Linked DNA regions of Sus scrofa: region 1 is linked to region 2. Evidence: chromatin contacts called from public Hi-C data. All regions are on one chromosome and are shown on one strand. Each heading gives the region's core, a stretch centred on a gene start, on an enhancer-like site or on the middle of the called end of the contact. The rest is flanking DNA. Distances are from core to core; before and after follow the strand shown.

What was found. A called contact is a pair of places that touch in the nucleus more often than the background predicts.
Region 1: a Hi-C map of omental adipose tissue shows a contact between it and region 2, with 5 times the contacts expected there. The contact joins two enhancer-like sites. A contact is called at or near these places in 1 of 5 promoter capture datasets (liver), 30 of 47 Hi-C or Micro-C datasets (adipocytes, adipose tissue, alveolar macrophages and 18 more) and 2 of 2 datasets of contacts at active chromatin or transcription factors (alveolar macrophages and skeletal muscle).

Annotation. Positions count from the first base shown.
Region 1 is chr18:29,891,767-29,898,885 of Sscrofa11.1, forward strand. It overlaps TES (testin LIM domain protein), which reads right to left. Exons shown (of 7, transcript NM_001123200.1): 7 at 4,112-5,366. The coding sequence ends at 5,178. Among named protein-coding and RNA genes, the nearest start is that of TES, 41 kb to the right of the region's middle. Within about 2 kb of position 2,350, at least 7 of the 83 cell types and tissues checked have an H3K27ac peak or open chromatin away from gene starts, as enhancers often do. A contact at or near this core is called in omental adipose tissue, where this site is marked.
Region 2 is chr18:29,618,460-29,625,569 of Sscrofa11.1, forward strand. No RefSeq gene overlaps it. Among named protein-coding and RNA genes, the nearest start is that of CAV1, 60 kb to the right of the region's middle. Within about 2 kb of position 5,597, at least 2 of the 83 cell types and tissues checked have an H3K27ac peak or open chromatin away from gene starts, as enhancers often do. A contact at or near this core is called in omental adipose tissue, where this site is marked.

The sequences.
Region 1 (7,119 bases), core at 1,100-3,599, 270 kb after region 2:
ATATCGGGGAGTTCCTGTCATGGTGCAGCAGAAACAAATCTGACTAGGAACCATGAGGTTGCGTGTTCAATCCCTGGCCTCACTCAGTGGGTTAAAGATCTGGCGTTGCTGTGAGCTCTGGTGTAGGTCAAAGACGCGGCTTGGATCTGATGTTGCTGTGGCTGTGGCGTAGGCTGGCAGCTATAGCTCTGACTGGACCCCTAGCCTGGGAACCTCCATATGCCGTGGGTGCAGCCCTAAAAAGCAAAGAAGAAAAAATGGATTGGATAGATAAAAAGAGATGGTGGGGAGAGCAAACTAAACAAAATCCAGAAATGTCTCCCCAAGACCTTCACAGGGTCTCTTGCTCTGACTCCACATGATTTCTGGCCATGTAAGTGGCATCCTGCCTAAGAGACATGCCCCCAAATGATACCCCTGTCTCATCTCACAAGCCAGCAGAAACCCAAAGCTTCAAAACTTAATAGCTGCCAGGCCACCCCATACCTTTCGAATAGAGACTCTGAGCTCTAAACAGTTATTGAACCATAGAGGTTTTTGTCATTTGCCAATTTGACAGCCATTTCTTCTCTTCCTGTATCAGAACATTATTTTGTTTTAGGTGGCCATGTGCCCATCTCTCAGGGTGTGAATTATGATTAGTTAAGTCAGTGATAGCTAGTGCTTCTCTTTTCATCTGATGAGCATGTGAACTACTTCTAGCCAATGAGATGGAAGGGTGGGTAAGACTGCTGCGTCTCCCTGGGAAATTTTTCTCTTTGTTGAGACAGTGAAATACTTTTTGTCCCCTCTCTTTTGCTTTATATTTTGGATACTGTTATGTGAGGGAGTGGTGCTTGAATGAAAGAACAAACCCGAGAATGGAATGCAACACAGAGGATAGCAGAGCCTAGAGATTAAAAAGAGCTTGTTCTGAGCCCAGTTTGGGCTATTCTGTCTTGTGTTTAAGCCACTCTTAGTTGGGTTTTTAGTTATTTACATCCAAAAACATTCCTAATTGATAACTCACCCTTCTCTGGCAAATTAAACTTGGTATGCCTCTTAGTCCTGTTTACTCCAGGTATCTAGCTTTTTTTTTTTGGTCTCATTTGGAAACCTAAAATCCATTCTTCTTTGTTAATCCCCTAATCTGGTTCTATCCCTTCCTACATTCCCTAACTACCTCTGTGTTCTCTGAAATTCAGGTTCTGTGAACTTCAAAATTCCTTGTATTATCAACAGCTATACCTTGTTCCAACTAATTCCCAGTTATTCCTCAAGATCTTTCAAGCAGAGGTCAGCTAGTTTCTCTCCCATATGGGAATTTCAGAGTGCCGATGGGTAGGCATCTTCCTTATTCTCCACTGTTACAAACACTAATTTCTCTTTATTCCCTCACAGTCACAACTCTTTTAAGTATATCTAGCTCATGGTCTCAGATCTTACTGCCCATTTCTACCCTTAGATGCCATCTTCTATCAAATTCCAGGACACTCCTTAATTTTTTTTTGCTAACTTTAGCCTCTGGCTCACTCTTCTCCCTACCAGTTTTCCTGCTGCTATTCTTGGTCACTTCAACATATTCATAGATGTCCAACTCACTTTTGGCCCTATTATTGCCTAGACTCCTCAAATCCAACAGTCTTATCCTGTACCCTACTCAGTGTAATTTTGAGGAAAGAGAGAATCAGTGAGACTTAGCAAGGTCTCTAGATTTTTAACCTCAAGCCCTCCTTTGAACTATACCACACACTCTGCCTTCATAGTCAGTTACTAGTTATGGGAACATCAACTTGAATGTCCTTTCATTCAGTGATAGGTGACTCTAGTAAAGATAACTGGATGTGGGTTGTTTTTGCTATTGTCTGAAGGTCAAGATATTCCTGGAGAGACATATCACTGAAGAAAAATCAATAGCACCCTTCATAAATGTCAGCATAAAATGCCATTTAAAATAAGTATAAAAGGTTAATGATATCGTGTTTTGAATTTTTCAAAATACATTATCAGAAGCTACAATAGACGTATTGTCCCCCATGAAGATACAAAAGTGCTCAAATGCTGAAAATACACCCAGGTATCCAAGTGGGTCCTTTTCATATATGTGAATATTCAATACAATTATCAGAGTTGTCATTGAGCACTTAAATCAGGAGAGGTCAGGGAGGGGCAGAGCATATATGGTAAGAATTGTGGTAAAGTGCTATTTTATGGAGACATTGATGGAGTCATAAGTTTTCTGAGGAATTAGACAAGTTCATATATGTCAGGGCATCTTGAGACAAAGGCTTAATGCTGATCTTGGGCTGTGGTGTCTCTTTGGTAACCATGGTGAAGTTGGATGAGTTTAAACATTGCATGTTGGAAATTCCTTAAGAATGAGTCAATAATGAATCTCTTGCCTTTGGTAAAATGGAGCTGAAATACTTCAGAGTAAGATTTGGAAATCTATGCTAGAAGACTTCAGAGTCACGGAAGTTTCAGCTAGAGTTGATGAGAGCAAAAACAACACTTAGCCCCTCATTTCCAAAAAAATAAAAAAAGTAAAAAAGATACCATACAAAAAATACGACTAGAGTCTCTTGAGCAACTTGTATTTCTTAATGGGATTGGATAACTAAAATTCACTGATTTCTCAAAATTACAATTGTATTCAAAGGTTAAGAGCAAAATTCTTCTGCCTAGAGTTGAACAGAACATGTGCAGACTCTGTGAATGAGTTCATGATTAGTAATGAGGTTTGAAAGACCTTTTTTTAAAACTCGATTAGCAATTAAAAATGGTGCACATTCTCTTGTATTACATTTCATTACAGTTTATTCTGCTGCATTACAAGGCTGAACTAAGTCAGGGTAATGAGTCAGACCAAGTGGTTTTGTATTTCCTAGGCAAAGTAGTTTATTCTTCTAGGAAATGCCTAATATATATGCAATCAGTATCCCAGGTGGTGAATAATGGATTTAGCCAAATTTCTTGAGCCTCTATATCCCCAAAATAGCCTGATTCAATTTCGGCCCCAGAAGAGTGGAGGCTGCACTGGCAGACATGTGAAGAATAGTCCTGTTAGGAGTTCCCTTTCAGTGCAGTGAATTAAGGATCCAGTGTTGTCACCGTAAGAGCTCAGTTCATTGCTGTGGCACAGGTTTGATCCCTGGCCCACGGTATTTCTGTATCCTGCTCCCACCACCCCAAAAAAGAGTAATCTACTAGCATGCAGAGAAATTGTTTCAATTTATTCCTACTTAACCATGTCTGGGAATTTGTGGGAAAAATTCAATGGAAAATATACCTGTGGCCACTTGAGATAAAAGTGAAAGAGAACAAGCATAACATGTTATTTATAGACAGTGATGGATATTTGTGACATTAGCATTTAAAAATTGTATGCAGGATTAGATTACTTTTTAGATAAAATGACATGTATTCAAGCTCTAAAAGACACTTTCATGGCTGGGGAAGGCATACTGCAGAAGGAATAAATGTATGTTAGTGAGTGTGAGGTGGGAGGGATGGGAGAGTGGGGTATGGAATTTAGGGGAAGCACTATTAGCCAAACAAACATGAGCTGAAGAAAAAATCAAAATCAAATTATTCTGGGTATGTGTCACAGAAAAGAGCTACTCCCACTATGATATAAATAGTTCAGACTGAGGGGAAAAAAAAAATCTCATGACCTACTAATATTAGGAAGAATGAAACTACTACTCTTCCATGTTCACTTCCTTTCCTCAATATATTGCCATGAAAAAATTCTTAGAAAATCAAATAGAGCTGCAATTTGAGTGTAAGAGTAATACTTGTTAGATTCACCTCAAGAGAATATAGCTTTCCCAAACTTCAATTAAAATGATACTTTCCTTCTTTTGCAAAGAAAAAACTCCTGCATAACTTGAAAACCAAGAATTTAAATAGTTTATTATAAAGTTTCATAAAACATACCTTCACCATAATGAAAAGCCTAGTTTCTGTCCTTTCTCGTTAGAAATTGTCTTTATTTTGGAGGCCTATTTTTTATCTTTGGAAACACTGCCCCCTGCTGTAACAAGTGCTTAATTGCAAAAGGATTTTTTTTTTTTTTTTTTTTTTTTTTTGCTCTCAAATGAAAGGGATATGAAGAATAGAGGTACAATCATTAAAGTGAAAGAGATTTTATTTTGAATAATAATATCATATCATTCACTCCATTTAATTTTCATACTGCATAGCTATGTATGTAAATATATAGGGAAAAATAAACATTAGAAATACATAAGGATGGAAGTATACAGGCAAAAAAGACATTTGATATATACCCATGAATAGGTGTCAGAGGACAGTATCTATTAGAAAAGAATGAAAATCAAGCAAAAAGTCCATCCAAATCACAGCAGGTTAGTGAAAATAGTACAAATTATATAGCTTCCTGGATACAAAAAGTGTGCTGTTCTTTGGATTGAAGACAATATAAATGAGTGGCTTATTTTATGTCCAAGCCAAAAATCACTTATAAAAGTAAAAAATGTGGATGCCACAAGTGACAATAAAATATTCAAGGCCACAGATAGAGGTCACCAGCTTAGAAGAGAATACTGAGAGGTAGAGCAAATTAAAAAAATAGAGATATGCAATAAAGCCGCCTCTGCCTATGTTAGGAAATAGCAAATGCATAGGTATTAAAATGATAAAAGCTCTTCATACTTGCTGCATTTCTATCTTCTCTGTCACAGGAATTCACCATGTATCATGCTACAAAATTGAGTGAATAAGATGAAGTGATAAATGTAAGGCCTTGACATTAGGGCAAGTTTAATTTCCTTTTCATTTTTATAGAAGAACGGAAAAGGAATACAGAACATGAAATGCTTATCTTTCCATTCAAATACTGGCTTTTAAATGTTTCATATATACTGTGTTGGCACAAAGAGGGTAGAAATATGAAGACTGATCAAACCCAAACTTCCAACTCAGAAGGTTTTACATCTAGAAAGCTAAGAAAAGGTAAAATATTTTACCATTTTAAAAATCAAATGCTTAAGGCAGGTTTTAAAAATTGTGATGAGAAAAAAAATTGGTAAAACAGCAAAGAAAGATACTAAACAAAATCTCCTGGTTTCCTTTAGAGTTTCTTTTTTTCTGTTTATTTTTCCAAATTGCATTTTACAGTAGAAATGCAGACCCCTCTGGAGAGCTATGGCTCAATACTGTTTGGTGCTCTCCTCTTAAGACATCATCTTCTTACACTCCACTGAACAGAACACCATCCCTTCTACTGGCATGAACTTCTGCCCAATGAGACACTTGCTGCAGCAAGAGCACAGAAAGCATTCTGTGGACGCGTGCCAACTGAAGTTGTTATAGGTCACCCGCTGTACTTCTGGATCAATGGCATTGTGGCATCCTTGACATACCTGTTAAGTCAATTATACAAAGAAAAGAGGATTAGAGCTCAAACTGTGATGGTAACATTTTCATGTGAGAACAAGCTCAGTGCATTTCTCCAGATGGTAAATTAAACTGAGAATGAGAACTTCAAAGATAGACAACCGAGAATGACCTTCTAGTTAACCCTCAGAGCCAACAACTGTCACTGCAGGTCTACATGCGGAACACTGAGAAATAACAGATAAGTCCAAACAGGATGTCCCTACAGTGTTCAAGGCAGAGAGTCTTAATGGCAAGTACCAAAGCAGTGTGTTCGGTCCCAGCATATTCTATTAGATTGCACATTTTTAGTAATTATTAGGAAAATTTTTTTATGGTTTTTTCCTATACCACCAAATGCTGGCAATGATGTGGAACAACAGGAACTCTCATTCACTGCTGGTGGGGATGCAAAATGATACATCCAATTTGGAAGACAGTTTCTTATAATGAAACTAAACATACTCTCACCACACAACCCAACAATCGTGCTCCTTGCTATTTCCCTAAATGAGTTGAAAACTTAGGTGCATACAAAAACCTGTGCATGGATGCTTTATTTGTAACTGCCAAAACTTGGAAGCAACCAAGATGTCCATCGGTTGGTAAATGGATAAACTATGGTACATTCATACTATTCAGAGCTAAAAGGAAATGAGCTATCAAGCCAGGGAGGAACCTTAAATACACATTATTAAGTAATAGAAATGCTACATACTCTGTAATTCCAACTATATGACAATCTAGAAAAAGCAAAACTATGGAGATGCTACATACTCTATAATCTGGAAATGCTACATACTCTATAATTCCAACTATATGACATTCTAGAAAAAGCAAAACTATGGAGAAAATAAAAAGATCAGTGGTTTTGAGGGCTAGGCAGTACAGGAGGCAGGCAGGGAGGTGGGAGAGATGAATAGGCAGAGCACAGGGGGCTTTCAGGCCAGTGAAAATATTCTATATGATATTACAATGCTCGATACATGTTATTTGTCCATTCTATACATTTGTCCAAACCCACAGAATACACAATATCAAGAATGAACCCTAAGGTAAACTATGGATTTAGGATGATTATGATATGGCCATACAGATTCACCTTGGTAAAAACGTACTATTCTGGTGAATGATATTGATACTGCATAAGGCTGTGCATATGTGGGGGTAGGATGAATACAGGAAATCTCTGTATCTCCCTCTCAATTTTGTGGTAAACCTAAAACTTCTCTTAAAAAAAACAATCTTAAAAAAAGATTTTTTTCTCATTCATTAAAGCTTTGAAGTGGTAATTTTACCAATCTTATCTATGACATGAGATTAATAATACCAGTAATTACTAGACTGTAGTAAATGAAAATCATTGTCCAAGTAATTAAAGACTATATAAATGAGTTCCCATTGTGATTCAGCAGTAAGGAACCCCACCTGTATCCATGAGGATGCAGGTCCAGTCTCTGGCCCCACTCAGTGGGCTAAGGATCCAGTGTTGCTGTGAGCTGTGGTGTAGGTCACAGATGAGGCTGGGATCCTGTGTTGCTGTGGTGTAGGCCAGCAATTGCAGCTCTGATTAGACACCTAGCCTAGGAACTTCCCATATGCCACAGGTGTGGCCCTAAAAAGCAAAATAAATAAATAATTAATGAATTAAAGCATGCTATATTATAAAGCTAAATAATTCAGAGATTCTCTCATTCTCTCTCTCTTTTTTTTTTTTTTTTTTTTGCTTTTTTAAGGCTG
Region 2 (7,110 bases), core at 4,347-6,846:
GTTTGAAATTGGCCATACTTGGGGTACTTACAGCATGCAAAGCAGAAAACAATACGCATCAGGGTTTTTTGCACTCTCTGGAAAGCTGGTTGTTAAACATTTACCAGTAGGACCATTAAAAAATATTTTTATGTGAACTCTAATATATAAAACAGATAAATGAAGAATGAAGTTAGGGGAGAGGGGCCATAAGCCACACCCAGTTGGCTTCTTCCCTTGCCAGAGCATGTCATTCCCCAATAAAAAGCTCTAAGGCTTCTCTATGGCACCCTATAACTCCTTGGGATTTAAAAACCTCTGGAAAAAACAATCCTTTTTTTCTTACTCTATGAGTATAGACTTTTAACTGTTATTTTTATTTTCCTAGACTTAGAAATACAGACATAAAACAGCAGGGTTTCCCTCAGTTTTATAAGATTGTCTTTAAAATGCAGAGCCAAAGGGATCAGTTTGAGAACATTGGAAATTTGATTCCTACAAATAACAAGAAGAAATGCACTTAGGAAACAGTGAGTTTCCTCGCTTTGTAAGTGTTCTTAATGTAATTATGGGTTTTCTCTTGTAATGCACAGCTAGCCCAATGTGTTACGTGTTTGTTGTAAACCTCAAACTTTTCCATTAGCATATACCTTTTTTTTTTGTTAGGCTAGAAACGTGATATCCTAAGGGAATAAGATTTGGTGGAATGTTGTGATATGTGGAGTAGGGGCTATGGAAAGGCAGTTTTAAATGATTCACAAACTTCTGGATGGGCTCCTAAAAAAGGTTAGAGGACATTAAAAGGATATCTTCCCAGAGGCAAACTCTGTCCACTTGCTTTTTTCAACTACATGGCCTGTTTCCTGCAGTACCTGAAAATGGCCCTAGGAGGATTGCATAGGCTGTCAGGCAACTGGAACATAAGTCTAGGCATCTTGAGTGATATGCATGAGGTAACCTTGATGTTTTCAGGGTATCCATACATCAGAGGACATGCATGGCATGATCTGCTGCAAATTCTATCAAGTCAAATCAACTTTATCACTGATTGTGGAATTCCTATTCTCAAATGCTGAAGTGCTATCATATGTGCATATTTTTGTTTGAATATTTTCATCTGAATTTCTCTTGTGATCTGAACTCTGATGGTTTCTTTAATCTCATCCTTCTCATTTTCCCCAGAATTAGAGCAAGTTCATTTTTCTATCAAGGTCTTCCACTTCTATTGCCTCTTTCCTTGACTTTGCCCCCTGATTACCCTTATACCAAGTTCCCATCTTCAGAGGGAAGAGCAGAGTCCTGGCTGGCTAGATTGTAGCCCTTATCTCTACCTACACTCCTTCCTGTTCCCTTCTCTTGCCAAGCTTCCCTCTTCACTCTGCCCTTCAGTCCCAAGCCGGCTTTGGCCTTCACATCATTTTCTGCCACATGCCCTTCTGTTAAAGCCATGTCCTAATCTGCTCTGCCATGGACTGTCTCCTTCCTCTGCGTAAATCTTCCCTAGTGTCCGTAGTCTTCAACCTGCTATGTTGTCTTCTGCCAGTTAGGGTTAGATCTCTATTTCTTGACTTATATTTGAGTCTTTTTACTTAAATTATTTGCACTGAAGCTATACCACCTTTATCAGATATTAAGCACACATCATAAGGTGAAGTATGATGCAACCTCAAATCTCTTTAAGTTAAGAAGGATTTACTCTTTTGGTTTCTCCTCAAATGCAAAGAACAATTAAAAATATTCCAAAATAATTAACAAAAATCAATTCAGAAAATATTATTCTCTTAGAACATAGATCAGAAGTAGAGACTGATTCATTGTATCACTCCAATCTACAGAGACAACCAAGTCAAGCAAAATTACTTTATTATGTAGTATAACTTTGCTATGAATTTTGGAAGACAGATCATTTTTTGATCAAATGTATGGCAACTCTGTGTTTTTTTCAAATCTAAGGCTACGACACCTAGTGTTAGTTTTGGGTATTGCTAAATAATTCACAGAAAATGTATTAAAGTCTCTAGCTAAAAAAGTTTCATTTAATATCTTATATACCTTGTGAGGTTTATTCAGGTTATGACATCATCTCAGAATAGATCTCAGCTTACTCTTTTACATGCAAATTGCACAATAGAATTTGAAGTCAGAAGGCTGGGTTCTAGATGTAGAACTGGCTAATTCCTGTGTTCTTGTGCAAACTATTTTCCTTTTCAAGTCTGTCTGAGTGCCCACATTGGTAAAATGAGAGTGATGTAATATTTTACTTATCTCTAGGCCCTTTCAAACTCTAGTACACTGTGAGATATCTTTTTAAAGCAGTGGATATATATGCCAACTCCATTCAGAAGCTTGGAATATATTCCCAATATATTAGTAATTAAAACAATTAGTTGGAGGAGTATTGTTATTTATTTGCTTAAAAAATAAAAACTGATCTTATGAGTTATAACAAAGAACTAAAATAGGATTTTAATGATTTTGTGATGATGGAAATGTTCTATATCTGCATTGCTCAATACTTAACACTTAAAATGTAGCTAGTGAGACCGAAGAACTAAATTTTAATTTTATTTAATGTAAGTTTGATTTAAATTTTAATAGTCACATATGACTAGTGGCTATCATCTTGGACAATACAGATTTATAGAGTATAGGAAATATGGGAACTTCTCAATGAATTTGCGGTGGTATTCACCAAATATACTTAATTTGCTTTCTATGCAGATTGGCTGTACATTACTCTTGTTATTTCACACTCACCAGTCCCATTTTTTTTTTTTTTTTTGCCAGAATTCACCATGCAAGCCCTTTAGGGTCTATTCCGTAATTGTATTTTCTGTCATGGTTTCAGCTATGTAGGTCTGGTTTAATTGAATTAAAATAAAGCAAAGATATTCTTTCTGCCTCACAAACAAGGATTAAAACATGAAAAAACATTGAGAACACTTAGTGATACTTAGTAAATGTGAATTTCAGTGTCTAACCCCCTACAGTTATTTTTCTAAACTTATTATAATTATTTTTTTTTTGCATTTGAGAGTTCAGGTTAAAAAAAAACTTGTGTCCCATGAGATAACTAAGTATATAATTTTCTTTTTATAATGGTGTCCACAGAGAAATAAATACTTAGTTTTTTTAAAATGTTATTTAAGTTAAATTTTAGCTTTTTAAAAATCTGAAGGATTTTGAATAGAAACCTCATCCCATTGAATTCATTCAAAATTATTTATCATTAGATATACTTTCTTTTGTGGTCTTGCAGTTAAAATTAAACCCACTCATCAAACTCTTTCATTAGCATATAATCTGTCTTGACTTCTATTATTGACATCATGGAAGATACTTTAATTTTACCCCATAGAAGACCTTTACTTTTACCCAGATAACTTCTCCAACACACACACACACACATGAACACAAATACACACAAAAAATACACAGACATATACATGACACATACTAATTCGCAAACATGTATACATGTACATTTATACACATTTTTTTTTTAAGATTTAGGGTGACTAGAAATAGCTTATTATATTGTTATTGAAAGAACCTCTCTAACAATGTGCATATGCATGGGAAGATCTGGTCCATGATAAGTAGAAAAATAATATGTGACTTATAAAATTTGGTTGTAACATCTATAATGAATTTTATCTTTTCCATACCTAAGCCTGCTGTACCCTAAATTCTGCCTTATTATAAAATTACTGTGCAAAAGAAATAGCAAAAAGACAAAAAAAAAAACAAAAAACAAAAAACAAAAAACAAACAGTGGGTTAATGATCCGGCGTTGCCGTGAGCTGTGGTGTAGGTTGCAGACGCGGCTCGGATCCCGCGTTGCTGTGGCTCTGGCGTAGGCCAGTGGCTACAGCTCCGATTGGACCCCTAGCCTGGGAACCTCCATATGCCGTGGGAGCGGCCCAAAGAAATAGCAAAAAGACAACAACAACAAAAAAATAAATAAATAAAAAAATAAAATTACTGTGCAAAAAACCCACCTTGCCACTTCCATATGTGTGTCAAATATTCATCACTAGTTACTTCGTACATTTAAAAATACAAAACCCTTGTATTTTTTTATGCCATGTTGTAAAAGAATACAACTTATCTATCCAGAGTAACAACATACCAAAGCTTAACTAAGTTTATTTTTTACAATATTATAAAAAATTAATGTTTCAACAATGATCACAAGGTACTACTACAAAACCCTGAACTACCTTCTAAAATGAAGATTGAACTAATTATGAAAAATTCAGCATTGTGAATGTGATGTGAGTTCAGTTTCTTAGAAAATGGTAAGTTCTGTAGATTTACATAATTGTACAGATGCTTAAAATGTATATTTTCATAATGTATTATTGGACAGAATGTCTTATTCTATAATCATTTTGGAAAAAAGAGAAATTCTACATATTTACTTTGACTTTACCACAAGGAAGCATGATATGAATTATCTCTACTTTCTGCCATATCAAGGAACCACATTTAAAAAATCATTTTTCTTTAAATTTTCAGGGCTGCATCTGTGGCATGGAGGTTCCCAGGCTAGGGGTCGAATCAGAGCTGTAGCTGCCGGCCTACGCCACAGCCACAGCAACATCAAAAATCATTTTATTAGCATCAACACAGACAGCTATTCCATATTCATCAGAGAGACAAATGAAAACTCCTTAGTAACAAGTATTTCTAGATGAATATTGCTATGACTGCATATTCTATATATTTTTTCCATTTATCCATTTAGATATTTATCTTGTAAAAGTTAATAACACTTGTGATGTATTTTTCTATTATAGATCCTGCTTGCTATTAAATGTGCCTAGTCCTTGAGCAGTTTAGCTAGTTTTTATCATAAATGCCCAGTAGATGGCGGTCTATGCACTAGAATTCACAGAACACATATTAAACCCTAATGGTAGCTTTTTTAAAACCTGCATTTTGGAAACATTGATGAAGTTTCATACTATTAGGTTGAAAGTCACTATAAGCTATTTCCTGATTCATTTTTAGCTTTCAGGAACCAATATAAATGGAACCTATGTCTGCTTTTTGTTTCATTTTGCTTGAAAATGAAATGATTTTGGCACAATAAAGCAAGAGATATTATTAAAATGTCCACAAACACTGGAATGATAAAATCAATAAGCTAATTTCTCTTGATTTGTTAGAAAGGAGCAGATTAGAAGATGTGATTCTAGACTATGATGCTGTCCTTTAAATGTGACTAGCAACATACCTTCCTCTGGAAAGTTTCCCCTATCTGTTGAAGACATAATTCATGGGTAATTGTAGGAGGAGTTATTAATGTTAAATACTGCAAAATGGCTTATATAGGGTTCCAATATGATTTATCAAAGGGGAATTTGAAAAGAGAAAGAGAAAATGATAATGGAATGTTTTCCCCTAAGGAACAGGAGTTTCCAAGGGGGCCTTTGCCTTGGGGGTGGTACTTGTCTACCTCAGAAGACTTGAGAAAGATAAAGAACCCACCCAAGTCCACTGGGGAGCAGAGAGGAAGAATCATTGTTTCCAGGAGTCACTGAATTCAGAGCATCTGCTGTGAATTGGAAATAAGAAAGTATGAGGCTGCTGGAGGTGATGAGGTGGCTGTAGCTGGTGGTGAGGGTCGGCGGGAGGTCCAGGAGAAACCTTTTCCAGCCAAAGGATTAGGAAGGTGCCAGGTGAGGTCACTGATTCTGTTTGAAGCCAAGGGGCATGTGGCTTGATTGTAGAACAGCATGTAGTAGAAAATTAGGGAAGGTGAGAGGACATGAATCAGGTGCAAATCTTCACACTTGCCTTTTGCTTGACTCTGAAAGCTCTTCTCCCCACCATTTTTCATTGGCCATCATCTTCTCAGTTTTCATATTTCAGCTTCATAGTCAGTATTTCTTCAGTAAATGAATGAATAGATGGTCATACAGAAAAAATTAATATCCTAATCCCAAGAATTTGAGGGTATAGCAGAGGCAGCAACTACATCCTTGGTGGTGGTAGCAGAGGGGAGCTGTTCCATAGGAAGGGTGGCAAGCTCTTGTCTCTCTGAGAATAGCCACAGAATCTCTGTGGCTCCCTACAAAGAGGCGTGAATGTCTGGATAAGAGTTTAAGAAGAGATGAAGGCAATTCTACATGTTGGTATGTATCCATAAAAATTGAAAGCAGGGTTTCTAAGAGATATTTGTAAACCCATGTTCATAGTAGCATTATTCACAGTAGCCAAAGGGTGGAAGTGATTCAACTCTCCATCAAATGGATAAACAACATGTAGTATGTACACACCATAGACTATCATTCAGCTTTAACAAGGAAGGAAATTCTGACCTGCTACAACATAGATGCAGCATTATATTGAGTGAAATATGCCAGGCCCAAAAAGACACTGCTGTATAATTCCGCTTAAATGAGCTATCTAGGGCAGCCAAACTTATAGAAACAGAAATTACAATGGTGGTTGCCAGGAGCTGGGGGAGTGGGAAATGAATTGTTGCTTAATGGGTACATAATTTCAGTTTTCGAGATTAGAGATTCTAGGTATTAGTAGCATGACAATGTGAATATACTTAACCCTACTCAACTGTACACTTAAAACTGACGAAGAAGGAGTTCCATGTGGTTCAGAGGATTAAGATCCGACATAGTGTCTGTGAGGATATGGGTTTGACCCCTGGTCTTGTTCAGCGGGTTATGAATCTGGTGTTTCCATAAGCTGTGGCAGAAGTTGCAGATGCAGAACAGTGTTGCTGTGACTGTGGTATAGGTAGGCCTGCAGCTGCAGCTCCAATTTGACCCCTAGCCTAGTGATAAACAAACAAATAAAAAACCCAAATTTATGAAAAGATAATTTTTATATTATGTGTATTTTACCATAATTTAAGAAGTGTTAAAAAGAAGAGGTCAAGAATTGATGGTTCAGGGCAGAGTGCTTTGGCCAGCATCTTCATCTTTCTTTTCCTTGGGGCCGAGATAGTTCAGTTTTATTGAAATCTTAAGGATTTAAGCAATTTTAGTACAACATTCATGCCACCTATGCTCTAGTTGGGCCTTGACCTTATAATATTGCCTTCTTGAATTCCAGATTTGTTAACTGGGTTCTTGCTTTCCTTAAAAAGCACTGGCCTGGTAT